Regions from separate parts of the Xenopus tropicalis genome. Here region 2 is linked to region 1. A link is a contact called in public Hi-C data. All regions are on one chromosome and are shown on one strand. The core of a region is the stretch at or near the end of the contact, and the rest is flanking DNA. Distances in the headings are between cores, read along the strand shown. Region 1 overlaps plpp1 (phospholipid phosphatase 1). Region 2 overlaps plpp1 (phospholipid phosphatase 1).

Region 1 (4,687 bases), core at 1,258-3,757:
CAAAGGGGGTGGTGAGCGACATGTTGGTCACGAGCCACTGGTTGGGGATCACTGCTCTAATATATCATCTGCTTATGCTCCCTATGCTTAGATGCTACAGGCCATCAGCACAGCCCTGACTAGACTGATTGGCTAGATGGTTGAACATTATTTGCCCCAAATTGATCAGCCACTGACCACCTAAACATAATCTAATGTAAAACCAGATTAAGTGAATGCTTTGAGCTTGAAATGCACATTTTTCTCTCCGTAAGGCAAAAAAGATCTGCATCCGAAGCTCCGCATGTAAGGACAATTTCAAAATTCTCCATAGTTCCATTTTGACAACTCCTTGTGTATGGAGGAATGCATTCTATCACTTGTGCCTTATTCGATATCTTGAAAAAACATGTAAAGGTCATGCAGTGGAAAATGCATGAATACATTTGCTTATTCAGTAAACAAAGTGCTGATAGAGCTATTTATGTGCTTTTTAGAAGTGAGGGCCAAGGATAATATAGTTTTTGAAAAGCCAGTGATTCTCAGTAACACTGAAATGCAGGATTAGACTTGCATGCTAGAGCAACAGAGGATCTTCTGGAGGGCCCAGTCTCAGCCAATTCCCATCAGCCTTTTCTTTCCACACTAGTCGTGTATAACACCTATAACTTTTGACACTGTCTCCATCTTATTGTTGTTAGAGTTGGTCATGGATGTCAGGTTCTTTGATTGGCCCTAGGAGTTTCAGTATTACCCTGTTGTGAGTTCTGTCCCTTGCTGGATGTTTGGTGCATATTTTATACCTATTGCTTTGCTTGAAGTGCTATCACTTAATATTTTGTCTTGCTCCTTGTAGCTTAATGAGGCTATTTTATAGTTTTGCATATAAATATTCTCCTCCATTTTTAGCCATTATGCTTTTTCCTGCATGTATTAGAAGCTATATAAATCCTATACTTAATATTCAGTACTCTTTTCCTGTTCCTATGATGTTTTTTTCACTTCCTACAATGTTTTTTTCACGTCGCCATTATACTTAAGGTGTTTAACACTTTGTTTCCTCTGCTGGTCTCTCCTAAAACCATTCATGTTCTTCCGTCAGTCTTGTTTAAGTTTAAATCAGGAGTTTAATCCTTTCTGCCAAACTTGAAATAATCGTTAATATCCACTCATCTGACCAGGTCAGTAAGTGAGTGCAACTTTTCTAACTGGGCCTTTCTTGCTGTAGGCCAAATCAGGCTTTTCATTTATTTAGTAGCAAAAAATAAATGCCAGAGATTAATGATAAACGCATTCAAATTTTTCATAGCTTCTTTCATTTAAAATGTCAGAGGGGTAATTTTCTGTGTCTCTTTCACTAATAGATGTCCTGACGCCTGTGAACATTTAATCTTGCAAGGGAGCCATAGAGAAGATGCCCAGTCTTGTACCATTTCATTACTCAGGCTACAAACATCCCCAGTGTGTATTACACCGCACCCAGGAAACAAAAGCCCTCCACATCCCCGTGGAACAAAGCGTGAAATGGGCAGATAGCTCTAAGTTGGCGGCTGGCTCCAGAATGTTGTCAGACTCATTCTATTATTTAGAGCTGAAACGTATCCTCTGGATTCACGCCTTGGTGCCCGGGACTATTATTTAGCCCTACCCCATGCTTGTAGGATATGTGGATATTGCTTCCACTGCATTTGGAACAAAATATAAAGCATAAATGGTTGCTTTTATATGATGTGGCATGAATAATAAAAGTTATAAAACAAAGTTGTATGAACATTTTGGTACAGCTCCCAGAAATCAGCAGAAGGTTTGATACTTGTAGATCACCAACAGCTGCAGCCTTTGTCTGGTAGAGCAAGTAGCTGATTCAAGTGCTTTGATAAAGGCACAGACACAATTCAACCCCCGTACCCTGTGGCTTACGACTAGGTGCCCTCCCCTACTGTAAGACCATGTTGCAACATAAAGGTGGCTATAAACGGTAACATTTGCTCATTTAGCAAGGTCGCCAAACAAGCAAATCTTTCCTCTGATATGACCACCTTGGGTGTGCAATATCATGCTAATGTGAGTGTTTGCCTTAGTTCCAACCGATTGCATTACAATAAAGGGATAGAAAAAGTCAGAGCGACAGGCTTACATTTTTGTTGTGTTTGGGACTGCATTGGCTCACTGATGCTGTCCCCAAACCCCCAAAAATATAAGCCGGGCATATATCGGTCAGGGAGGCCTTTGGAAGGGCCCCTATACACGGGCAGATAATCTGCCAATTTGGTCTAAGGACCCAGCTGAAATCTGCCTGCATATGGTCACTTTAGACCTTTACCCACACAGGCTGCAATGAGGTGAATAAGGTTGTTAATGATGGGGATAAAATGAGATTGGCTAATGTTACATGTCACTATTCTCTCTAAGGCTGATTAGTGGAAGCCATGGATCCGTTTGTGGGGCAGAAGTCTAATTTATATTTATTCTGTGACAAGCAACATTCTCATGTGACCTTATAGTGAGCACTGATAAGCATGTTGTTCGGTGTTGCAATAGAATGTGTCACACTGTCATATTGTAACCCAAGTAGATATGCAACATACAGTATAATGGAGTCCTGGCAACAAGAGGCTCTTTAATAATAAACTCATCCAGAGCCACTTAGCTGTTGTGCTTATTGCAGGAGTGGTCCTGATACAGCAGAGGTCAGCTATGGTTAATGAATATTTGAATGTTTGTTTTATAAGTTGCAGAGAATGGCATCACTAAGGACTTTGTGCTGTATGGCTAATTGGAACAAAGATAAGATAACTTATTGTGTACTAATATCACAAGAAATTCAAGGGTTTGTTTTTACTGTAATTGCAGAATGATGTGTATTTAGTTATTTATAATGGCCTATCTTCCTCTAAGGGCTCTGGCACATGGAGAAATTAGTCGCCCGCGATAAAACTCCATGTTCGCGAGTCTTTTTCGGCGATTTAGGGAAATCGCGCCGCCGCGTGTGCCATCCCGCCGGCGACTTACATGTTCGCCGGTGGGATGGCGGGTCATGGCAACTCGGGGAGATTAGTCGCCCGTGACAAGGGATATTTGTGCCAGAGCCCTAAACAGTTGGGTTATAGAAAGGAAGTAATCTGTCCTGATCCAGGCTTTTTCCTTACAGCGAGCAATGTTACCGTCAGTTTTGCAAATTTCTGTTGGGTTTATTCTAATTGCCTTTGGGTGACGATCATGTGGCCCATACGATGCAGAAGAATATAACGCCTCTTATTAAGGGTTTTTATTAAGGTTTTGAGACAGTACCTATAGCTAATAACTGGCAGGTAGTTGTAGTCTTGAGTAATAATATCTGATGTACAATATTCTTACTCAACTCCCATTCATAACTGGAAGCAAATTACAACAATTTTTCTTCCTTTGTTTTTACCATTTCCAAGGAAATGTTCTGTTCTATAATGTCAGTGTACCCTTATACATTGACATTATAGAACAGAACACTTTGCAGCATTATTTAAGCATGTTCCAAGGAGTGATAGGCCTAGTTTAATCATGAAAGCTGTACATGTTCATAACAGATTTTACTACTAAGCGCAACATACCGGAGGGGAGAAACATAGGAATGGTGCTGTTGGGTGCCCTGCCAGATCCATCTGGCTTTGACTAAAGAGCCCCTGTAAGCCACAAAGTCAGTGTGCGTGCTATTTTTATTTGTAATTTTAGCTTCCGATTTCCTGCAGTTTTAATAGTAGAGCCCCTGTGTGTTGCTAAGGATTAGTATTAAAAGGTTTGAACTGGAGTGTGTGTGGGGTAGAGGGTTTGAATGGAATTCATCCGGCACATTTTTTTCAGCATATCAATTTAGTCATGTCCTGGCTCCTGAGTGCTCGGCCCATCCAATGAGTCGCTGTCTCCTCATCAGACTTCTATGGTTTTCCCTGAAGAGTTTGGCTAATTGCTGCACTCAGCATTCCACCTGCCTCCCAGTATAGTTCATGAAATTGTCAACATAGCTTTTACTATAAGTAATTTACTGTCTTTTAGACAACCCTTTAATGTTTCAGTCAGCATAAATGTTTTCTTTGATGGTGACTATGAAGCCAACAAAATCATTTGGGGGGTGTTATTTCTTCTTTATCAGGAAAAAAAACTGATGACATTTTTCTGTTGGGTACTTTGCTTTGACCCTTGTCTCAATCAGTAGAAAGCTTCCAGGGCTTCACATTGCTGTTATCATGGCTGTGTAACACATTGGGGAATTGAGACAACCGGTAGTTAGGACCAGAGGCGGCCCAGTTCAGCACAGCCCACGGCCCGGTGGTTGGGGACCCCTGGTCTAGACATTAAACATATTGTATTGGGATATGGTTTTGGATCCACCCAAACAGGGACAGTGAGACAATGAGAGAAGTGGCTAATCTGCACTGAGCAGAAAAGGTTGAATAGCCCATTTTAGACCATAAACCATTAGTAATAGTTATTGCACTTGAGCTAATGAACTGTTACATTTGTTGCCACTAGCCTTTCATGTCCAAGTGAGTAAAACAAAGTCCTTGCCTCTTTTGCTCTTTGTCTGCCCAGGAGACACAAAGTGTAGAGCATTCATTGTATTTCTCACCACTTATTATGGCAGCTACTTTCGTCATCAAGCTCTCTAGAAACCCACGTATTCAGATAACTTTCAATGCTCTTTTACAAAAATTGAAGTGCTTTTATGTTTAAA
Region 2 (4,687 bases), core at 1,635-4,134, 45 kb after region 1:
CATCTGATCAGTGAATTTGTAGCTCTATTACTGTATGTTCATCTCCATGAGTGGGTTTGACACGTGTTTGCCATGAGGTGCAGTTTTACTGGTTTCTGTGCAAGGTTAACACGTCTTAACTGTACTGTACTCACAGGAGCAGATACCCACAAACGTGGAAATTCACTCATGGCTACACAGCTTAAAACTCCCTATTTGGAGAGAGGCAAGAAAAGAAACATTTTGATTGTCTTGTTAGATCACAGTTACTGCAACTGGACTTTTATTGACCATTTCCACACACACTTTTTGTTGCCAGGCTGTTCAGTGGACCGCATGTTCTGCTGCTAAGTGATGGGCAGATCTTCCGTTTAGTGGCCCGTTAGTACTTTTGTCTGGCTAGTATAGTTTATAGAGAACACCTTTAATATATAAACTGTCTAACAGTGGAACCAGCATTGAACACAGTGCCATATTCCGCTATAGAATTGTTATTCACATACTGTGTTTGGTGTTCCTGAAATCCACTTAATGCAGTGCCCTGTAGTTTCCATAAGGACTAGCAATGCTTTCTGCTCACTATTTATATCCTTAACTGCTCATTCCGTCAGCCTTGTGGCCTGATCCAAGCATTCACTTTCCCTGTGCGAGAGGTGCTACTCCCATAAGGAAAGCTCCACTTTGTAGAACCATGGGGAGAAAAGTCTGCCAGGGATCTGAAGAATATTTGTAGGCCCATTTTATGATAATACTCATTTGCCCACATAACGTTTCACGAGTTGGTTAATTCCACTGAAAGAACTTGTTTTTGTCTGTATGCGTAACCTGCCCAAGCCTGCCATTCATGCGTCGAGATTGTTTTGGTTTAATGACAGATGAATGCCGGTTTCTCTTACTCCTGCCCTAGTTTGGTTATAAGCTGCTTCTCCCGGGTCATTTTCTGCTTGTTGCTGCCAGAGAGGCCATGGGTTAATGTAATGTTTGGGAATAGTAGAGCAGAGACTGGCACAGCGGTGAATGTGATAAATGACCTTGTCAGGAACAAATTTTATTCCATTTCACCCTTGACTCATGCATCCATGGTAGATGAAGTATATTCCAGCATCTCCCTGCTCTTGTGCAGCTGTAATGTATATGTATATGTATTTAAGGCCAGTGTTTAAAGCAGCAGTGTGCGCTCCTGGGACTGCAGCCAAATCACCCATTACTTGGTGGGAGACATTTCTGTGTACATCAGGGGGCTGCCATCATGAAGAGCACACACAAGCCATAGCTTGCTATGATTTAGATTGCATCGCTCCCACTTGTGTGCTTTAATGCAGCTCATTCACTAAAACAGGTGTTAAAAATGCAATTACTTCCAGCAACCAGTCAGATATTAACTTTTATATTACTAGTGCCTAGTAACGATAGAACTCCATTGGGGTAATGTAATATAAGTTTGCCCAGGAGCAGTAACCCATAGCATCTAGTCAGCAGGTTGCAACCAATAAGATGTTTGCTTTTAGAACAGGTGCCCAGTAAATTCTACCTGCTGATTGGATGCTATGGGTTACTGCTCCTGGGCAAACTTAGTGTCTTTTATTACATATGGGGCTAAGTGCACAACTAGAATACAAAATGTGCTCACAGCCATTAATTCCAACCACTATAACTTCGATATAAACATGACTAAGAGTTTATTGGACTAAATTCAAATAAGCTCTGGTTTATGCCCTACGCGCACCATGTGAGTGCATATGAATATTTCAATAATAATCTTTGCCCTAAGGAGAAATAAGAATTTCTCTCCTTCGAGGTTGTTCTTTCTTTTCATTGGGGTCAGAAGAATGTTTATCTTCTTTAAAAAATCCCAGTGTATTCCATGGCGCTGCACAAAAGGTTGGAAGGACTGACAGAGTAGCAAACCGTGGCCAAAGGTCGCAGGTTGAGAGGGCACAATGGTGGCCTTTATGGTGAGCGCACGCTGGAGCAGATAGCAGCCTTTGTTAGGCTAAAGCCGAGTCTGCTTTGCTCCACTGAATATAATAGCCCAGACACAGACAAAAGGATCAGCAGTCAGAATTCATGCGATGGTGGCCATACCTTCGAATGGCCGCATTGTACTTTGGCTTTGCTTCTGGTGCTTCAGATACTACATGTACTATTGTCTCAGAGCTTCATGTTGCACACACAGGAGGGGTGGGGTGCTTCTGCTCAATGAACATCCATGGTTTAATGCAATCTAATCCTTCTCAGGGTAAATATTGGTTGGAATTTACTAAAAAAAGAAATCTTGGTTTAAGGCAATATAATCCTTCTTATTCTTAGGAAAGAGGTATTAAATGAAATTTAATACATTTTTGCCATATGGTATTTAGTAGTGCAGATACTCACTTTTAGCCATTAAAAACTGTTCTTTTGGGGACAATTCTCAAACAGCCTAACATTGTTCAGGCGACCCCAATATGACCATGAAATACAATGCTAATTGTAGGTGTCTGTTCATTTAATGACATTTTATATGAATATGTTGTGTGCACATATATTAGATAGAACCCCCCTGCCCAGCTACCCCTGGGTGGTTTGGCCTTGTTCTTCTCAGTGTGCATATGGGGCATAGACAGAACTGTAATAAGAAGTTCAGGGGCTTCAGCCACTCTTATTTAGAGTGCCTAACAGCCCTAACGAGCAGATGAATGCTATGAAGCCATCCATGTGATTGCCAAAGTAGATAATATCTGAGCATTCTAAGTGCACAGATCGCCTGAATTTCGACACTGGGAGCTAGCTGGTTTGCATACCCAAATGATTGTGAAAGCGCAGTGTCGAGAATTCATGGCCTTAAGGGCTTTGATAGTGTGGCACAGGATGTGAAGAAATGTTCCAGATTGATCCAATAATGCAATGTATATGTTACGTACAGCTTGTAGGCACACTATGGAAATCAGTAAGAATGGTAAATGACGTCACATCAATGAACATTATGCAGAACAGCAGCCTGCAGGGTCTCAGCCAAGTTACATGGGGATCTCCCTAACCAAAGCAATGTAGCTAAAAAAAACAATGTATAGAGTAATCAGTCCTTTTCCTTTTGAATCCTAGGTTGTCCTTCTACTCTGGCCACTCGTCCTTCTCCATGTACTGCATGGTGTTCCTCGCTGTAAGTATATCACATGCAAAGGCCTTATTTTATTTATTTTTTGCCAATAGTCATATGGTTAGTGCTTCTCATTGCGCTTGGAATTGTCACAAATCGATGTGAATGTTGATTTATCAATAACTATAGCCTATCCTGACCCTTAACCCACTCCGCACAGCTACTTTTTAACTGTTCTTATGAACATGGTTCAAACACCAAAAACTAGGCTTCCACCTTAACAGCTGTGACTAGGCCTCAAATACTACCCCCGACAATTTTGCTGAGGTTTATTCATAGTGCTGGAGCTGCCATACTGGTATGCTACAGTAACATTTGGTTAAGGATTCGGATCACCATAAAGGGTGCAATGGTTTATAAGGGAAAAAGTAAGGGGTTAAACACGGCCGTTATATTTTTATATCAGGCCCCCATTAATTGGATTCAGCTGTGGAGAATATTAAATCTACTTCATAAAAGATAAAAATAAACAGGAATCTGCGAGTGAGCCAAATGGATTATTGGAAACGCTCTGAGTACATTCTTCAGGCTGTATTAGAGAATGCACTTACAGTAAAAGCCAACGCTGGGGTCAGGCAGGCTTGCAGGCAACGGGAAGGGACGTGTGCAAAGGCAAAACGAGAGAAGGGTCATTACTTAAACAGTTTGTTAGATGCTTAATGGTTGGTGAATGTAATAACACTGTGTTAGATAGCGGAGAGTGTAGATAATGACCCATTATTCAGTGACAGGAGTGCTCTCCCAGATCTGTGCAGCTTAGATCACATTACTCTGAAATGCTCGGCCGCCCTCTCTCCAATAAGGGGAAAGTTGATTTAGGAAGCTGGGATTCCTGGGGCCCATTTATGAATTAGCAGTTACAATATATGATCATTCAGAGCCATAACATCAGGGGAGGCAAACCCAGCAGCCTGTATAACAGCACATAAAGGTAGGGATTTAGATGCCATTTAAAGAGTAAACTCATTTTTACCATTCTATGTAACGTTTCTGCCTATATTAGTCTCATGTGCTGGGCGGGGGGGAGATTAAGTGCCGGCAACAAAACACCCCATTTGCCATCACCCTTAAGGGTGGGGGCACACTGGGTATACAGTTCCTTCTATTCTGTGCTTTGAAGGCAGGTGGAGATAAGTGGATCTGCTTTTATATGCTTCCGAGTATAACTACTCAGAGGTGAGATTGGCCTAAAAATACATCTCTGCTCTGTGTAGCTGCATTTAGGCTGTCAGTGCAGTTGCACACACACAAGAGCGGATCTGTTTCTTTCATCTCTGTCTGTGAGAGAAGTAGACCATATGCCTACTATGCCCTCACCCTAAAGAGGGAAAAGATACACTTGGTACCTTTTTATTTGCCCTTGACTACAGTGGTGTACTCAGAACATTCTTTGTCTTTGGAGAATGTCCTACTATGCAGATAGACAACTAATCTAGTGGCCCTAGAGAAATGGTAGTGCTAAACAGTGGAGTAAATGAAGTTTCCAATTGTCATCGCTTAGCATAGACATTAAATATACCACCACATACGTGCAAAGACAATTTGCAGTCATATATAGAGTACAATACT

Evidence for each region. Hi-C and Micro-C count contacts between places; a contact is called where the count stands out from the background.
Region 2: a Hi-C map of liver shows a contact between it and region 1, with 2.0 times the contacts expected there. The contact joins two enhancer-like sites. A contact is called at or near these places in 2 of 5 Hi-C or Micro-C datasets (brain and liver).

The regions. Positions count from the first base shown.
Region 1 is chr1:191,499,739-191,504,425 of UCB_Xtro_10.0, forward strand. The region is part of intron 1 of plpp1 (phospholipid phosphatase 1); the gene reads left to right. Among named protein-coding and RNA genes, the nearest start is that of plpp1, 8.1 kb to the left of the region's middle. Within about 2 kb of position 2,508, at least 3 of the 11 cell types and tissues checked have an H3K27ac peak or open chromatin away from gene starts, as enhancers often do. A contact at or near this core is called in liver, where this site is marked.
Region 2 is chr1:191,544,232-191,548,918 of UCB_Xtro_10.0, forward strand. It overlaps plpp1 (phospholipid phosphatase 1), which reads left to right. Exons shown (of 6, transcript NM_001011077.1): 4 at 3,064-3,121. Among named protein-coding and RNA genes, the nearest start is that of plpp1, 53 kb to the left of the region's middle. Within about 2 kb of position 2,885, at least 4 of the 11 cell types and tissues checked have an H3K27ac peak or open chromatin away from gene starts, as enhancers often do. A contact at or near this core is called in liver, where this site is marked.